Regions from separate parts of the Sus scrofa genome. Here regions 1 and 3 are each linked to region 2. A link is a contact called in public HiChIP or PLAC-seq data. All regions are on one chromosome and are shown on one strand. The core of a region is the stretch at or near the end of the contact, and the rest is flanking DNA. Distances in the headings are between cores, read along the strand shown. Region 1 holds the start of ZNF251 (zinc finger protein 251). Region 2 holds the start of BOP1 (ribosome biogenesis protein BOP1). Region 3 holds the start of ZNF7 (zinc finger protein 7).

Region 1 (3,935 bases), core at 1,114-3,613, 300 kb before region 2:
TGCCATACCAGTAACCAGAGCCATAGTAGTGACACCAGACTTAACGCACTGTGTCACCAGGGAACTCCTTTGAGTCCTATTCATCTTCTGTTTCTTAACTGGGTGGGGTTCACTTTGGGACAATTTATGAAACTGTACATTTATAATGTCCGTACGTGTCTTTTTCCTTTTTCGGCTGCACCCTTGGCACACGGAAGTTCTCAGACCAGGGATCAAATCTGAGCTGCAGCTGGGAGCTACACCACAGTTGTGGCAACACTGAATCCTTAACCCACTGCGCCGCAGAGGGGAACTCCTTTTTGCACATTTTTATGTATGCTTATTAACCAATGACCAAAAAGGGTTTGTTTGTTTTGGACCACATCCAAGGCATATGGAAGTTCCTGGGCCAGGGATTGAATCCATACTGCAGCAGCGACCTGGGCCACTGCAGTGACAATGCTGGACACTTAACGCACTGTGCCACAAGGGAACTCCTAAAAGTTATTTTTAAAAAAAGGATAGTAGGTCCATTGTGTCAATTATCTCTGAGAGGTAGAATAAGATGAACACTAAAATATGCGTCAGAGTTCCTATTGCGGCTCAGTGGTAATGAACCTGACTAATATCCATGAGGACATGGGTTCAATTCCTTGCCTTGCTCAGTGGGTCAAGGATCTGGCATTGCTGTGAGCTGTGGTGCTGCAGCTCTGATTTGATCCCTAGCCTGGAAACTTCTGTATGCTGTTGTGTGCCATTAAAAAAAAAAAGAAGGGGAGTTCCCATCGTGGCTCAGTGGTTAACGAATCCAACTAGGAACCATGAGGTTGCAGGTTCGATTACTGGCCTTGCTCAATGGGTTAAGGATCCAGCGTTGCCGTGAGCTGTGGTGTAGGTTGCAGACGCGGCTCGGATCCCGCGTTGCTGTGGCTCTGGCGTAGGCCGGTGGCTACAGCTCCGATTCGACCCCTAGCCTGGGAACCTCCATATGCCGCGGGAGCGGCCCTAGAAATAGCAAAAAGACACACACAAAAAAAGACGAAAATTAATTATAATAACATGATAACTTAAAAAAATAATAAAACGCACGCACTGGTTTTAGCAAAAGGGAGGTCATTAGTGCAGGGAACAGCTCTGTACATTTCCACACTGGCCATGTGGCCAAGGCTGAGTTGCAGCCTGAGCTGAGTCTTGGCAGAATGCCGGAGGCTCCCTGGAAACAAAGGAAGACAATCAATCTTGTAGAATCAACTGTGATGCCGTCTTTACTGGACTTTCCATTTTGTTTCCCTTGGGGTACAGCTGCAGAGCAAAGCTGCCTGGAGGTAGTTTGGTTTGGAGTTGATGCCAAGCAACAGAGGAATCTGCTGTCTGTGCTTCCTGTCATCTTGTGGGTCTGAGGAGCCTAAGAAATAAATGATCTGTCATTTGTGCTCCTTGCTGAGGGAATCTACAGAAATGTGGTCGTGATCCTGTCACCTGCTGTGCTGTTATGCATGGACTGTTTGCCCGGCAATTGGCAACCCTATAAGCTGGAGGTGTATCAATTCAGAAAGCCTCAGAAAATAAGGCAATCAAATATGTACTTTGCAGTCTTAAAACTAGAGTGATGTGCTTCCTTTCAGCCTTTTATCCTTTTATCCAAGTGCTCACCCAGTATTTACAGAATGCTTCCTACGCTCCTGCCGCTGCTGTAAGGCTGGTGGTTTCCTAGTGGACAAAACACAGCACTAGTACTACCTGATCTCATGGGGCTGCATACTCGGCTGCATTGATTTCAAGACTGCTCATCAGACCCCGCCAGCAGCAACACACTCTCCAGCCTGGCAGCGTTTTAATCCCGTGTGACGTCTCTGCACGGTGTTTAAAGTTTTGGATATCCTCCTGCTACCTGACTGCCTCGAGCTCAGACCTGAACCGGTGGCCTGATTCCAGCAGCGCGTCTGGAAGACAAGAGGGTCCTCGGTGTCACCTAACGTCCCTACCCTTACCCCGTCCCTTCCTCCTCCGAGTGACAGGTGTGATTTAAACACCTTCACTCTGCGTCCTTATTTGCGAGCTTGTGCTCGTTACCGACAGGAACGCAGCTGAGTGAGCCCCGCCGCCGGACTGGAGCGATCCGGCGACACGTGCGGCCCTGGAGACGGAGAGGAGGGCAGAGCGGGTCCGACTCGAACCTCCGCCCAGCCCGGAGCCAAGAGCAAGGCATAGCGGGACGGGTCCGCTGAACCCCGGCCGCCCGGAAGGGCGGGGCCGGGACCACGCGGCCGCTTCCGGCCGGATCGTCCCCGTGGGCCGTCCTGGGGCACCGGCTGCGGCGCCCTCCGCGGCCACCCGGCGGGGCGGGGCGTCCTGCGCGTGCGCAGCGCGGCCCGGGCGGCCCTGCCCCGCCGCGGGCTGACCGGTGCGCGCAGGTGTGCAAGCCGGTCGCGTGCGCTCGCCTGGGGCGCGAGCCTTAGAGGGGCGCCTGCCGGCGGGGCGCGCTCTAGTGCGGTGGGCGGGCCCCGGGGACCGAGGTGCGTCCGGGCGGAGCTTCGGGAGGTTTCAGCCAGGGTCGCGTTGGCCAGGGGCCGCCGCGCGGAGCTTTCAGGGGAGGCCTGCCCCGCGGAGCGTCGGCACCCAATGGCCTGGGGGCGCCGGAGAAGCGGCGGGCTGTGCCTGTAGCCCCGGGCGGCCGGAGCTCGCGAACCCGAGGAGTCACCGGGCCCGCAGGGCTGGGAAGAGGTCGGAGGGGAGTCTGTTGGCAGAATGAGGAAGCGACCGCAGCCTGGCCTAAGGAGCAGCCAGGATTGGGAGGCCGATTTGGAAGCTGGGGACCAAGCGGTGAGAAGGACGCAGGCTTCCAGCTGCACCCTCAGTAGCTCAGCCCACCCGGCCGCCCAGTCCTCTCATCCTGTTGGTGGGGTGCGGTTCTTTGCTTCAGGTTGTCCTGGGACGCTGGGTCACTGGAGCTGCCAGCTTGCACCCTCACCTCCCGGCCCCACTGGGCCCACGAGGGCCATTTGGGCCCTTGCTCCCCCATTCTAGGGAGTTTCAGTGGGATTCTGGCCAGTCCGACTCGCGTTGGCTTGTGATTGCCTCTGACCCGCAACGTTTATGAGCGACTTTACGCGTGGCCCCAGGAGGCCACTCCAGGAACCCAATTCTGCCGTCCTTCACCAGGCCCTTGGAAGCTAATGGAGTGACTGAATGGTATTGAATGGGTCTGGGTGTGGGCCTCTGCCCCTTGACGGTGAGCTGGGGGAGGCCGGGCCAGGGCTGCCCCCTCAGGTCCCGAGTCTTCCCTAAGATCCCACTCCCCCAGGATGGCTGCCACACTTGGCTTCTGGCGCCCCAGGTGAGTTCACCTTCCTCCCTGTCCTCCCCCCTCTGGAGCGGTGAGCCCAGCACGCCGAGAAGCCAGGAGCCCTAGCACCCCAAGGACAGGGCTCTGGGATCCAACCCCCAACCCCCCCCCCCCCCCCCCCCGCCAGAGGGCTGCTGGGGGACTAGCTGGGTCTCAGGACGGAAGAGGGCAGCTGGCCCTCTGGCTGACCACCACAGGTCCACCCAGTGGGCACAGCCCCGCGGGCAGCACCCACCTGTCGTTGCAGGAGGTGGTGCCGCTGACCTTCCAGGACGTGGCTGTGTACTTCTCTTGGGAGGAAGGGCGGCAGTTGGGCCCAGACCAGCGGACGCTATACAGGGACGTGATGCTGGAGAACTACGGGCACGTGGCCTCGCTGGGTGAGGCTCTCCGCCAGCTCACGGTGGGGCCTCTAGGGAGCTGGGGACGCTGCTTGCCAGTTTGGAGCTCAGAGAAGAGGGTCCTGCCCCTCGTCCCCAGGTTCCAATCTGGTCTCTGCATATTCCTCATGCGAGTGCTTGCCTTTGTCTCAGTTCTAGAGACTTCACTTCGAGATGCCCATAGCCACCTGGGTCCCCTGACCAGGGAATTCTTCTTCCGTGCTCATTCT
Region 2 (3,820 bases), core at 671-3,170:
ACAGGCGTCAGACCTGTCCGGGGCCTCCGACAGCAGGACTCCAGGCTGCGAGTCGGCAAAGGGCTCCAAGCGGACTTTGAGACAGAGGCCCGGGGGTCCTGTGGGCACCCTGCCGGCCCCAGGCAGGGGCTGGTCTCCTTTCTCAGGGCCAGCCCCACTGCGTCCTGCACCAAGCACACCCTACTCGCTCTGTGTACAGACTAAGGAGGATCAAAAGCTCTTGCTCCATGGCCGCTTGTCCCCAGGGAGACCATGCCTGGGGGCGCAGCCACCTTGAGTAGAGACCATCACGGGCTGGACCATGTCCGCTTTCCTGCTCCAGGCTTTGCCTGGAATACAGGCCGTGAGGCCTGGGGAGCAAGCTGACGCTGGCTGTGCTTCGCCTGGCCTGGAGCAGACTGAGAGGCGGGATGTCCCCACAGTAGGTTCATCCCAAAGGACCTCTGGTGCCCTCCCCCAAACGGGAGTTACGGGGAAGGGACAAGAAGAGGGAGAAGGGAAAAAGACAGAAAAATGGGGTCATTTCATTTGGCCGGCAAAGTTCAAGGCCTGGAACAAGGGGTGGTTCCCACCGTTAAAGAAACAGGGCCTGGGATGGAGAACGCCACATGGATATTTGCTGGGACAACACACAGTGTCCCCAAGGGAATGCAGCACGGTTTCTGGTCTCCTCAAAGGGACAAGTGGAACGAGAGAACGTGGCCTCCAGCTCTGGGCTCCTTTCAGCCCAGACTGCTCTTCCTTTCCAAGGGCTCAGCAGGATGACAGGCAACAACTCAGTGGGGTCCAAGAAATCCAGCGTTTGGGCGCTCAGGAGAGTAAGCACGTTTGGAGGCGCCCGGAGCCTGCCTACGACTACGGTGGCCTAGGCCACCCCCCTGCCAGCCGCGAGCCGTGGCTCCGACCTGCCCCACCTCGACGTCACAGCCAGGACGTCCATCTCCAAGTCCAACCTCCGCAAACTGGAGTTGTCCAGCCTGCGGAGTCAGACCATGTAAATCACCTGCCCGCTGCCAGGCAACGGGAGACAGGGCGTGAATAAAGTCGCGCACAGAGCAAGAAACACGAGTCGCTCTTGGGAAAGCAGCTCTGGGATCTGGACCCGGGCTCGAGACCAGCCTGAACTTTATGACGTTGTGCTTTCTGTTTTCGCTCCCTCTCCTTTCGAACTAGAGAAACGCCCTCCAGTTCCAGGGCCGAGACTTGATTTACCCTGAATAACTGCCCACCACACCACTGGAACTCTGGGGCCACCGGGGCCCAGCGTCCACTAGCGAAGCCGGGGGCTGTTCTAAGCACAGACGCGTCCCGCAGTCGTCCCACAGGCAGCAAGCGCAAGCCCACGGAGGCAGAAGCCCTTCCTACCCAACGCGGGAGAGCGGCGTGGACAGGAGCGACCTCCAGCGGGCCTGCGACGCTTCTCCCCGCACTACCCCCTGCTCCCCACCCCCACACCGGGCCTGCGAGGCGGGGTCCGGGCCTGCCCGTCCTGGGCCCCCGCGCCGCGGCCTCCCCGCCCCGGGCCGGCGCCCTCGGCCCCTCACCGGGCTCCAGCAGATAAGCGCGTCCGTGTCCGGGTCGCTCACGAGAGTCCAGAGCTTGGTCAGGAAGGCCGGGACGTTGCTGGGCCCCGCCGCGCCCGGGCCCACGGGCAGATCCATACCGGGCAAGGTGGGAGAGGCGGAGGCGGGACCGCGAGGAGGGGCTGAGGGCCGGGCTAGCGCCGCTGCCGCGCCTGCCGCCCGGGCCGCGCGCCGCCGCCCGCTGCGCACACACGGCCCCGGGGCCTGGCATGGCCGCCGCCATCTTGCGACGGGCGCGCTCCCGCCGGCGCCGCCCGCGTCCCACGGCGCGCGCACGCACACCGGCCCCCGTCCCGCCCGGCGCCCTCTGACCCCGCGGGCCCGCCCCCAGGCCCACGCGGTCGCGTCGCTGCCGGAAGTGGCGGCGCAGGGCAGACCGGCGGGCGGCATGGCGGGACCTCAGGGCGCGCGGCGCGTGGCGGTGGCCGGGACGCGGCCCGGGAAGCGGATGCTGGAGCCGGGGCGGGAGCCGGAGGAGGTGACGCGGGAGCGGGAGCGGGAGCGGGGGGGGGCGGCGGGGCTGGGCCGCGGCACCGGCCGGGGAGCGATCCCGCCCAGCGCCCGGCGGGCCTGGGAATGCGAGGAGGGAGGGGTCTCCTGTCCTCCGCCCCGGCGGCCTTGCGGGGGCGTCCTGGGCAGGGAGCTGGCTGGCGGTTGTGTGGGTCGGAAGAAGGTCTGGGCCGGAGAGAATAAGGAAGGAGAGCCGGCGTCCTGCGCAGCGGTCTTCCTGGGCCTTTGAATTGTCATCTGGGCGCAGAAGATTTGAGCCTGCAGTAGCTGCTTGTATAGCCAAATGTTCCTGACACGTTAGACGTTGTAGAAGAGGAAACGAGGATGAGAAAGCAGCGCCTGCTGCACTGGACGGCCCGTTTTAGCTGGACTCATGCTCTTCCTGTCCAGCGGAACCCCAGCCGCGCTGTGGGGGTGTCATCAAATCTCATCAAATCTCGGTGGTAGAAAGCCATAGCAGGCTTGTGCAGTCGAGCCTCGCAGCTGGGACTCCACGTTGCTGGTTTATCAGGCTGCCCCTTCACTTGTGACAAGTGCTCGTGGTGCTCCCTGGCCGGCAGGCAGCTCTGGGCACCATGCTCACCCACTTGTAGTGCTTTTGCCTCTGTATTCATCAGCGGCTGTTTGTGTTTGTGCCCAAAACATTTGTGCCATTTTTACTTGCCGTTGTAATTGTGTAGCTAGTTAGGCACGATAGAGTGTGTGCTGAGTGCTGTTTGGTAGCTGCTCCGTGCAGGCTGTCCAGTTTGGCGAGAGACTCAGGAACTATTGAAAAACAATGAAATCTAGAATTTTGCCTTCCAATGAATGCTTGCTAAGAGTCTGCAGGTTCTTGTTCCACCGTGCACCCTGTCTGGTGGAGTTAGGGCCGGGGTGGTGTCTGGTGGGCAGAAGTCTGCTCAGAAGCAGCTCTGGTCCTGCGCCACACAGAGCTGGTCACCGACAGTGTGCTCCTTGCAGCCCTCTCTCCCCGGCGCCCCGGCTCCCAGCCTGTCTGACAGCGAGGAGAGTGTGTTCTCAGGCCTGGAAGATTCTGGCAGTGACAGCAGTGAGGAGGAGGACGGGGCCAGCGGCGAGGAGCAGCACAGCAGGATGGAGAAGGCCACGGGGCAGCAGGTGGGTGAGCGAGCAGTGTTCTGGTGTGCTCGTCCTCGCTCTCCGGGCGGGTGGCCGGGAGAGTGCCTGCCAGCTCGCGGGCTCTGCTTTCTCTTTCCTCTGGTGCGGGGGGGGGGGGTTCTGAGCCCTAGGGCACCAGTTTTCAACCGCAGTAGGAACCCGGAAAATCTCCATGGCTGTGAGCCACCCACCGTGATTCTGATGTCACCCTTCCCGGGCTGAGTCTTTGCTAGACTTAGCTGGAGGCTGGGTTTCCTAGGGGGCAAAGCCTGAGGTGGAGATCTGCGTGCTGGGGGCCGCCTGGGGCAGCTGGGGGCGCTCTGGTCCCCACCCCCCAACCCCGAGGCTTTGTAATCTGTCGCTGTGACGCTGGGGAAGGCTCATCCCACTCTTGTTTTAAGTGAGAAACGCGAGAGAAAAGCTTGATTTAACTCAAGTGTGATGTCTGTCGTTTGGGACACCCAGGAAAAAGTTTATACCTCCTTATGCTCCCCACAGCCCTGGTGTTCTAGAATTTAGGACTGGGATGGAAACCCAAAAACATGCTTGTTTGCTCTGGTTCTTAGGAAGAAAAGATTTAAAGTCAGATTTAGGTCCTCTCCCCATTCAGG
Region 3 (4,009 bases), core at 342-2,841, 330 kb before region 2:
AGGTGGAGACCCCAGCATGGCCTACAGTGGATAGAATCCATTTCCTCCATCCCCACCCCCAGGCCCCCAGGACCTGCATGCCCTCACACTGCCCACGTGTCCACTGGGTGGACACTCTGGGCCTGGCTCTGTCCTCAGAGTCTGCAGGCTCCCGCTCTTGCTCCCTGTGTCATCCTGGGAGTGCCCCCCTTCCCTTGAGAGGACCAGGCTGGGGTCCAGGTTTGCAGGAAGACCTCTGGGTGAAAGGCTCCCGCAGGTCAGAACCACTAGGGTGCACAGTGTACCCGCAAGCCCTTGGCTGGGGCTTAGGACCTGGAGGGCAGCTGGGAAGCAGGCATGTCCCTCTCCTTTCCCATTGTCCACTCACGCGTCTGTTGTCTTTGCACAGATGCTCTCTGCGTGCGACCAGGGAGGATGCGGGGGACAGGAGAGTTGCACTGAGCTGCTGAGGAGCAGGGTAGGAAGAGGCAGCACAGGACCACGGGGAGAGGAGGTGGACCCGAGAGCCTGCTGGTCGAATGGGAGCTACGGCTGCCGGCCTACACCATAGCCACAGAGACACCGGATCCTTAATCCACTGAGCCAGGCCAGGGATGGAAACCGCAACCTCATGGTTCCTGGTCGGATTGTTTCCGAAGCCCCACGATGGGAACTCCTGTTGGCTTTTCCTTTCAACCTCACCCAGACGGCCTTTCGGGAGCTGACGCGGCCACTTTCTTCCTCTAGCTGGCTCTGGATCTCACCGGACTCTGAGAGGGACCTCGGGATTTGGATCATCAACCAGTAGGGTGTCAGGGTCTTCGCTGTGCACACTTTCTGTCCTGCCTCCAGGGGTGTGCAGTGTGAACGAGGGTCAGGCCGGGCACAGAGTCAGGCCGCAGCTGCAGACCAGCACTCCAAGGCCCGGAACCGGAGGGGAAGCTGAGGCTCCCAAAGACGCAGGCAGCGCCCTCCTCAAGGCTGCAGGGAGCTGGGCTGCTGAGGGGGAGGCTCCGGTCAGTCCCAAGGAAGCTGAGGTGACCGCTGCCCCCACATACAGCACAGAGAGTGGGTTTGGAAGAACTCCCAGAACAGACGGCTCCGGGGTCCACAAGAAGCTGGGGATGGGTGGGGCGCAGGGAGGAAAAAGTCTGACCTGATCTCAGGGTGCGCCACCTTTGGCCTGGGATCCTACACCATCCAGTATCTCCGCAGGTCCTGAGCTGTCCTGCCCCGAACCCCGCGATGAAGCCGTTCCCCCTGTCCCCCTCCACCCGGGGCACAGCCTGGGTAGGGGCGTCTCTGCAGTCCTGGGCCCAGCGGGTGCTTCAGCAAACCCAGACATAGATCCAATAAGGGGACCAGGGCCCTGGGACTGGTGACCCGAGTTGCGCTGGACTGACCCGGACGACCCTCTCGCTCGCGGGCCGCGTCGCCCGGGTCTGCTCCTCCACCTCCGTTCCTGGGCCTCGGCTCCGCCCCACCGCCCGTCTCGCTGTGACCCCGCCCCTTACCGGGCTACGGCCCCGCCCTCTCGGAGCTGCGTCCTTTCCCGCGACCTGGCCCCGCCCCTGCTCTGGCTCCCGGGAGGCGGGGCTGGGAACCACCGAGTCGCCCGAGCCTCCGAGCTGCCCAGAACGGCCGGAAGTTGTGCGAGAGAGCGGGCGCCCGAGGCCCGTTTCCGGCGTCGTCGCGCTCGTAGAGCCTCGGGCGGCCCTGGGGAGGGTGAGTCGGTGCGACGGACGTGGGTGAGGGTCCGGGCGGCCCACGTGCTCCACGCCCGCGGGCGGGGTGGCTGCCGGAGGGCCCCGCGCCGTCCCGCCTCCGACACTGCGGGCCTTTCGCTCCGCGGGCCTGTCCGCAAAGAAGCACGGGTCGCGCGGGCGTCTTGCAGAGTCCGTGGGCGACTGGCAGGGCGGTGGTCGAGCCTTGGCCGAGGCCGGTGGAGGCGGAAGGTGGAGTCCCGCGGATCCGGCCTCGTGGCAGCCTCGTCACCTTCCCGCCAGGTCTCTGCGTGCTCCAAGGGGCTCTCAGCTTCTTCCTGCACAACCACTCCCCTCTAGGAGCTTTTTATTCCGCCCCTCGAAGACCTAGTGGCAAAACGGCTGTGCCGTGGGTGGGGTAGGCTGTTTACCTTCTCAGAATTCTGGCTGCTGCTCGAGGCCTGCATTTCTCTGCAAGGGACCCAGAAACTAGCACTGGCAGCCACATGTCTCCTGGCCAGGCCGAGATGGGCACCCACCTGGCAGTGGTCACTGCTGACTGGGTCACCCTCGCTGTGCTCACGGCCTGGGGTTTCTGCCCTCAAGTAGTTTTGTTTGTTTGTTTTGGGGTTTTTTTGGACGTGGTGACCAGCAGCTTGAGGTGGGGATCTCAGTTCCCAGACCAGGGGTTGAGCCTGGGCCATAGTGCTAACCACTAGGCCACTAGGGCACTCCCCCTCAAGCCACTTTTTGAGCCAAACGCTCACCTAGGAACCCCGCTTTTCATTCTGACCTCCCTGGGGAGGGGCCAAGTTGTTGGGTGGGGACAGCCTCTTTATCCTCCTGGTTCTTGTCCTTCCTGCTTCCTCTTGATGCCTGTGATCCAGCCCCCCCCCCCCCCCCCCGCCCCGGCTCATTAGCCCTCTTCCTTCCTGCCTCATGCCCTTTGCATGTGCCGTTCCTGCTGCCCTAAGTGGCCTTTTCATCTCCATTATCTTGGCTGCATTAGTGCCAAGGGAGGTGACCCATCAGACGAAGTTGGAGTTTCCAAGTTTAAATGCTTTCAGGGCTCCTTGTACTTCGGTGCTGTTATCACAGGTGTAACTTGGTGTTTGGTGGAGTGGTCATTTAAGTCTTTCCTCCACTAGACTGTTTCATGAAGGCAGAGTCCTTCTTCACTGCTTAGTTGAGCACCTGGTACATGTGCCCCCCCCTTTCGTGTTTCAGAGTGATTTGCACTCTGCGCAAACTCTGAAAGGTGAATGAAGCTTCGAGGGGCAGATAATCAAGTGCCATGGCTGCTTTGGCCCTGCCTCACATCCCTGCCAGAGAACACCTGGGGTTGGAGGTAAAGGATGGGAGAAGGCAGTACCCCCAAGATTAGCCTGGAAATTAGGGCTTGGGGCCTCCAGCACCCTGACCTCTGACCCTTTCATAACTGCCCACAGGTCTCTCGTCCCGGACACGTGGAAGCCCGCCCACCGAGCCTCATGGTAGGAGCCTGACTTCCCTGTTCCCTCGCTTATCCAGTGAGGGCCCTTACGTCCTCTGGGCACCCCTGCCCTCTGGGCCTGGGCCTAGGCCTTCCCTTGGCCCCTTGCATGGCCCTTTCCAAGCTCAGGCTTGCCCATCACCAACGCAGTGGGCAAGCCGCTGCCCACACTGGGCCCCACCTGAGGCTCTTGGGGGAGGGCTGTAGGTTACCTGGGTCTGTGTCCCTCTTTTCCTTTATACTGTCTCTCCCTTGATTTTATTATTTACTTATTTGGCTACAGCATGTGGAACTTTCTGGGGCAGGGGTCGCCACGGCAGTGATCTGAGCCACAGCAGTGACATGCCAGATCCTTAACCTATTGACCCACCAGGAGCTACCGTCCCCCCTTTTTTCTTTTCCAGCCACACCCGTGGCATATGGAAGTTCCTGGGCCAGGGATGGAATCTGAGTTGCAGCTGGGACATACACCACAGCTACGGCAACACCAGATACTCAACTCACTGTGCCCGCTGGGGATGGAGCCTGCACTGCCACAGAGATGCCAGATCTCCCACCCACTGACTCACCAGGCAACCCTGCTTGCGTTGATTTGAGAGCCAAAGGGGCCTGGTGATTGTCTCACCCAAACTTGTGCTGCGTGTGCCAGGATGGAGCTGGCACCCAGAAGTCCTTGGGGAACTGGTGTGTGTCCTTTCAGGAGGCTGTGACATTTGGCGATGTGGCCGTGCACTTCTCGCGGGAGGAGTGGCAGTGCCTGGACCCTGGCCAGAGGGCCCTCTACAAGGAGGTGATGCTTGAGAACCACAGCAGTGTGGCCGGACTAGGTGAGCCT

What was found. HiChIP or PLAC-seq counts read pairs in DNA pulled down with a chosen protein or histone mark.
Region 1: a contact with region 2 is called in an H3K27ac HiChIP or PLAC-seq map of alveolar macrophages. The contact joins the promoter of ZNF251 here to the promoter of BOP1 in region 2. A contact is called at or near these places in 1 of 47 Hi-C or Micro-C datasets (retroperitoneal adipose tissue) and 1 of 2 datasets of contacts at active chromatin or transcription factors (alveolar macrophages).
Region 3: an H3K27ac HiChIP or PLAC-seq map of alveolar macrophages shows a contact between it and region 2. The contact joins the promoter of ZNF7 here to the promoter of BOP1 in region 2. A contact is called at or near these places in 1 of 5 promoter capture datasets (fetal liver) and 1 of 2 datasets of contacts at active chromatin or transcription factors (alveolar macrophages).

What each region holds. Positions count from the first base shown.
Region 1 is chr4:184,326-188,260 of Sscrofa11.1, forward strand. ZNF251 (zinc finger protein 251) reads left to right here and starts at 2,364. Exons shown (of 6, transcript XM_021090452.1): 1 at 2,364-3,171; 2 at 3,284-3,316; 3 at 3,573-3,705. The coding sequence starts at 3,169. It overlaps LOC102158405 (a long non-coding RNA gene), which reads right to left and starts at 2,243. Exons shown (of 3, transcript XR_002343681.1): 1 at 1,073-2,243.
Region 2 is chr4:484,642-488,461 of Sscrofa11.1, forward strand. It overlaps BOP1 (ribosome biogenesis protein BOP1), which reads left to right and starts at 1,921. Exons shown (of 16, transcript XM_013988007.2): 1 at 1,921-2,061; 2 at 3,054-3,209. The coding sequence starts at 1,972. It overlaps HSF1 (heat shock transcription factor 1), which reads right to left and starts at 1,824. Exons shown (of 13, transcript NM_001243819.1): 1 at 1,545-1,824. The coding sequence starts at 1,661.
Region 3 is chr4:157,626-161,634 of Sscrofa11.1, forward strand. ZNF7 (zinc finger protein 7) reads left to right here and starts at 1,592. Exons shown (of 5, transcript XM_013987971.2): 1 at 1,592-1,704; 2 at 3,131-3,175; 3 at 3,875-4,001. The coding sequence starts at 3,173. It overlaps LOC110260418 (a long non-coding RNA gene), which reads right to left and starts at 1,516. Exons shown (of 2, transcript XR_002343668.1): 1 at 368-1,516.